2 separate regions of the Rattus norvegicus genome follow, and region 2 is linked to region 1. The links are chromatin contacts, called in public Hi-C maps. All regions are on one chromosome and are shown on one strand. Each heading gives the region's core, a stretch centred on a gene start, on an enhancer-like site or on the middle of the called end of the contact. The rest is flanking DNA. Distances are from core to core; before and after follow the strand shown. Region 1 has its middle 39 kb from the start of Lbr. Region 2 holds the start of Srp9 (signal recognition particle 9).

Region 1 (2,724 bases), core at 115-2,614:
TCAAGAGGGTCTCTTGCAGGAGGAGCAGCTGTGTAACACTGAACTGGGAACACCAGTTGGACATTGTTTCCCACATCAGGTTAAACCTAACAGCAGCCTGCACTTCCCTGGGGAGGACCGTCCACCTACTGTTCTGTTTCTTCTCAGGGATCCCTCCCACTCAGAGCTTACTTAGGAACTCCTGAGCTCAGAGGAACACGGGCTGCCACATTGACCTCAGGCTATGCCCAATGATTCCCTCACTGTTCTCCAGCCCTGGGGATCTGTGGGCCTCGGCAGAGCCCAGGTCATTGTCCAGAGGGCCGTGTGACACTGCATCCAGAAGCAGGCATTACTTAAACAACCCAGCAGAGAAAGCTTTCTCTTGTTGGGCCACAGGCAACCCCACGGATGGTTTTTACATCCTTCGAAGAGGCTGTTCTTTCCTGCCTGGAGGCTCTCAAAGCACAAAGGATCCCTTCATCTTCTCATCCCCCCTCTCCCTCCCGCTCCCCTTCCTACTCCCGCTCCCCCTCCCCACCACACAACTTGGCTTAGAAAGGCAAAGATGAGCTTTTTATCCTCAGGGTTTGGGGAAGAGGTTACTTCGCTCTCTGCTCTCTCGTGCTCTGGCCTCCAGGCACATAACGGACTAGTGTCAAAGAAGGTGCATGGGTCAGGAAAATGGTGTTTGCCTGATGATTTGCAGTCCAAAACCAGGTGGCACTCAAGGCCCACCCTGGAACCTGCCATAGCTCTTTCAGGCCTAGGCCAGAGGAACACTGCCACATCCTGTTTCCTGTCCCACTCAAATTGCGTCTCACTTCCCTCCCACTTGGGCTCTCAGTCAGAGTGCTGTCAAATACCCAGCGTACCCAGGGCTGGCTGGCAGGCTGGCGTAGTGCCGGGTGTATGTTGGTCTGCGACTTATTTCTCAAAGTCAAAGCCAGGGCTTCATGCCAACCCCTTGCAGACTGGCCGGTACAGCATGGCGGTTCTTCCGGAATTCCCTTGCAGAACCAGCACCTGAGATGACCCTAGATGGTGCATCCTCTGGGATCACCCTCCCCCACCAAGAAGCTGACCCACTTTTCTCTTTCCCCATCCATCTCTGCACTGAACACTAGGAGCCTTCACTCAGGGAGCAAAAGTCCATCTGTGCCTCTGGTCTCTTCCTCAGAGGCTTTAGGCCTTTCCTAACAGAGTAAGAGTTATGAGACAGAAGTTTCCCGCCAACTTTGGGTCCTAAGAGAGTGTCCTAGTGAGGTCAGCCAGTAGGGCCGGGTTCCAAATCCCCCAGGGGCCTCTGCAAGAAAGGGTAGATCCCTTTCAGGCCCCACCCCTACCCCACTGGTGCCATGCCTATTCTGCAGCTGACCACATGGTGGCGCTGTGACAGAGCTTCTGCATGCAGGCCTCATCCCATCTGTGGCTGTGGCAGCTCTTAGCACCTTCCGCTTTGTCCCCATTCCCTTGGCTGAGGTCCTAGGGTGCTCAGTGGCCTGGTGGCTGGGGAGTTCTTTCGCAGAGTCCTCCAGGCAGTGAGGGCTGGGTGAGGGACGTAGATTGCGTCTATTCCAGGCTTTGGGATGCTTGTTACCTGTTCTGGGAGCCGCAGGGCGCCCGCACGGTGACCTGAACTGGCTGTGGGTACAGGGAGAGCACAGAGTAACCCAGGTGCCTGCCAGAATTTACCAGGGCATCTTCTCCCAGAGAGGAGGATGGGAGCTATTCTTTAGGGCAGGGCTTACATTTTTTCTTTTCGCCGCCTCCTGTATGCGACCCTAGCTATATGGAGACAAAAACAGAGAAGCAATTACATTTAGAGGTAATAGCTCACAAAGAAAATTTAAAAGCAGTTCTTACACATACATATAATTACAGCATTTATTAAAGATGAGAGCAAATTTGTAGAGATGAGATGGGTATGATTGATTATATTTACATAGGGAATACGACATTAGCTACGTATTTCATACCATAGAACATGGAATATCTTCAGTATTTTTCACAGGCGGTGTAAATTCAAAATAGCAGAAATGTGTTTAGAGCCATTTCAGAAATTGTTGGGAATTCTGTGTTAGTCTCAAAACCACGATTTAATGATCTTTTTAAAAATGAAATTCAAGTCAGCAGCTCAAACAGCACGTTTTAAAATCAAATATGCTTACATCATACAACCCAAAGACACATTCATGTGACGTGTCAAGGGCTGTCATCAGGGAAATGTTGAAGGCATTTGTTTTCCATAATTAAACCTCGATGTTTTGGTAAGAACAGAGGACTTTGTATGTACAGTAAAAACACTGTCTCAGATCTGAGCTGAGGGGCTCAGGCAGCATTCGCTGGTGATGTGTGGCACCAGGTCATGCACAGTGCACAGCACACACATGTGTTCGGAATCAAGTCTGCAGGGAAGTCATACTCTGCAACACAGTTGATCACGGACAGAAGTGCTGGGGAGTCACTGCATCTTTTTTTTTCTCCCCCCGCCCCCCGGAGCTGGGGACCGAACCCAGGGCCTTGCGATTGCTAGGCAAGCGCTCTACCACTGAGCTAAATCCCCAACCCCAAGTCACTGCATCTTTAATTCTGATGTAGCATTTGCTCTGTCCCATAAAGTTGTAATCACAATTGGAGAAGGTGGGCTGTGTGTGTGTGTGTGTGTGTGTGTGTGTGTGTGTGTGTGTGTGGTGTGTATGGTGTGTCTTATGTGGGTGGTATGTGTTACTTATATGGATGTAT
Region 2 (2,724 bases), core at 129-2,628, 230 kb before region 1:
ACCATAAACGCACAGGTAAAACACTGGTACACATAAGACTTAATGGATTAACCTTTTTTGCTGTTTTTTAAAAGGTTTATTTATTATATATAAGTACACTGTAGCTGTCTTCAGACACACCAGAAAAGGACATCAGATCTCATTACAGATGGTTGTGAGCCACCATGTGGTTGCTGGGAATTGAACTCAGGACCTCTGGAAGAGCAATCGGTGCTCTTAACCACTGAGCCATCTCTCCAGTCCCATGAATTAACCTTTTTAAAAGATGCTTCCTGTGGGCTGGAGAGATGGCTCCCTGTAAAAAGTCTGAGGTAAGTACTGCCACTACAAGTTGCCAGCTCCAATGTATTTTTACATTTTTACTTATTACTGTGTGTGTGTATGTATACGCGTGCATGTGTGATGTGTGATCAGAGGGCAACTCTGAGGAGTCGGTTCCCTCTTCCCGTTCTTAAGTGAGTTCTGCATGCTGAGCATCTATTCAGTACACACACACACACACACACACACACGCACACACGCAAACACACACACACACACACACACACACACACACGAATGCATCTACCTTACCTTCAACAACCCTTTAAGGAACGGTGAAATGTACCTTTGTGTCTCTCCCGGAACCTATTCTGGACTGGTAAATGGGAATGGGTAGTTCTGCTTTGGGGAATGAACCGTTTGCAAACATTTATGTCTAACGTATAAGTGCAAGCATTCACAAGGTTTCAACTGACCCACGGGGAAAAAAAAAACTAAAAATCCCCACTATCCAAAAAAAAGTGGAGTAGGTTCTTCCCAACTGGGACCGGAATTATCACCACTTTGTAAGTAGGTACTCTTGCGTCTTGGTGGGAAGGGAAAGGGGCACTAAAATACGTGACGGACAGGAAAGAGCCGGCGACACGTAAACCAACCAAATCCATAGCGGAAGTCAGGCGTTCCACCGGGTGCAGCCTGCTCTGGAGCCCGCCGCTGCGGAAAAGGCTCTGCCTGTGGTTGCTGGCGGAGCTTCCATGGGTCTCCGTGTCAGATGGAAGGAGACGAGAGAGGGCAGTGACACCGGTAGACCGATTCAGCTTCCTGGATGTGCACAGGTCGCGCCAAGGTTAGAGAAGACCCCAGTCCCGGGGCCGTCCCTGCAGCGACTCACCTTCATGGGGTCCGCCAAGTAGAGCTTCTCAGCCGCGCGGCTGAACTCCTCCCAGGTCTGGAACTGAGGCATCGCGGCTTCGGGCAGCGCGAAACGAGGCCGCGAAGCAAGAAACGCGCTGTCGCACTGACAGCCCACCGCTCTCCCGCAACCGCCCACAGCGCTGGACTCTGGCGGCCCAAAGATGGAGGCGCACTAGCGCTTGCGCCATTGGTCAGCCCCGGCCGCGCCGGTCCAATGGGCAGGAGGCATGCTGTTAGGGGGTGGGGCCTCCGCTCAGAGCGGTCGGGAGATGGGCGGGCGGCTGCCACAGCGCCGCCTGCAGGACTGGAGGGGTGGTGTCGGTGCTGCCTTTCCAGGCTATGATTGATTATAAAGTCAGGCTCTGGTTTTCCAAAGACTCAGCAGCTCTGTGACCCGGTACCCTAGTTGCAGTCGTGGTAATGACAAGGAACAGCTGTCACACTCAAAGCCTAATCACGGAGTTGGGAAGACATAACAGGAGCCCCACCAAAAGCTTTCTGTGATAGACTTTTGTATCGGGTCAGGGGAACAAAAAAGAGGTCACAGAGGTGAGACAAACTGAACTGGGAGTAGAGAAGGGCGAGACCTCTAGGCACATTTTAGATCTGCAGTGTACTTAAAATGGACAGTGTTTAAGGGAATGGAGTAAGAGGAGAAGCAAGGAGAGAAGGAAGCCACACTGTGGTGTCTGCTAGTATAAGAAATTTGAGTCTTCTCTTCAGGCAGTGTGTGGCACAGGATAGCTTTTAAAATAAATTTTACTGGGCTATTTTTTTATGTGTGCAGTAAATATCGGCTTTAAGAATAAATGATCAAGAGTTCTGAAAAAAATACATATACACACATCACACACCCACAGAGCATATACCTACTTGCCTAATGTCATAAGCAACGTATGGGGACGTTTTTCACATCTAGAAATCTCTTCGTGCTTCCTGATAATTCGTTCTCTCTGCCCTCACTCCTGGTCCCACAAATATGCTTTCTCTTACTATAAATTACATTTCCCTGTCCATTGGGCAGCTATAAACGGTTTTTTGTTTTGTTTTGTTTTGTCTTGTTTGGGGGTTTACAGTGCTGGGAAGTATGCATTCTAGGCAAGGTCTCTGCCATGGAGCTGAACCACGCTCTCTCCTCCCCATCTTACCTTCCCTCTTCCTGAGCTCTTCCTTTTCTTTTTTAATTTTATCTTTCCTCCTTTCCCCCCCCCCCCCCCCCCCGGAGCTGGGGACCGAACCCAGGGCCTTGCGCTCGCTAGGCAAGCGCTCTACCACTGAGCTAAATCCCCAACCCCTCTTTCCTCCTTTCTTTTTCTTTCATTTTTCTCTTCTTTCTTTCCTTTCATTCATTTTATTTCTCTTTTCTTCCTTCCTTTCTTTTATTCTTTCTTTTTCTTTAGTGTCATGAGTTTGAGGGAAGCCCCTGCTATTTAGACCAAGGCCAAACTTAGCTACTTAGAAAGACATTGTTTTTAAATAAATAAGCAAAAATTAATAAGAAGAATGATGGTGGTCCTAGAAAGAGAACATCATGATAGCTGGGCTAAA

What was found. Hi-C and Micro-C count contacts between places; a contact is called where the count stands out from the background.
Region 2: a contact with region 1 is called in a Hi-C map of Schwann cells, with 4 times the contacts expected there. The contact joins the promoter of Srp9 here to the enhancer-like site in region 1. A contact is called at or near these places in 11 of 12 Hi-C or Micro-C datasets (the A7r5 cell line, the Rat2 cell line, Schwann cells and 6 more) and 1 of 1 datasets of contacts at active chromatin or transcription factors (oligodendrocytes).

The regions. Positions count from the first base shown.
Region 1 is chr13:96,132,926-96,135,649 of GRCr8, reverse strand. No RefSeq gene overlaps it. Among named protein-coding and RNA genes, the nearest start is that of Lbr, 39 kb to the right of the region's middle. Within about 2 kb of position 1,364, at least 37 of the 93 cell types and tissues checked have an H3K27ac peak or open chromatin away from gene starts, as enhancers often do. A contact at or near this core is called in Schwann cells, where this site is marked.
Region 2 is chr13:96,362,907-96,365,630 of GRCr8, reverse strand. Srp9 (signal recognition particle 9) reads right to left here and starts at 1,378. Exons shown (of 3, transcript NM_001126095.1): 1 at 1,154-1,378. The coding sequence starts at 1,225.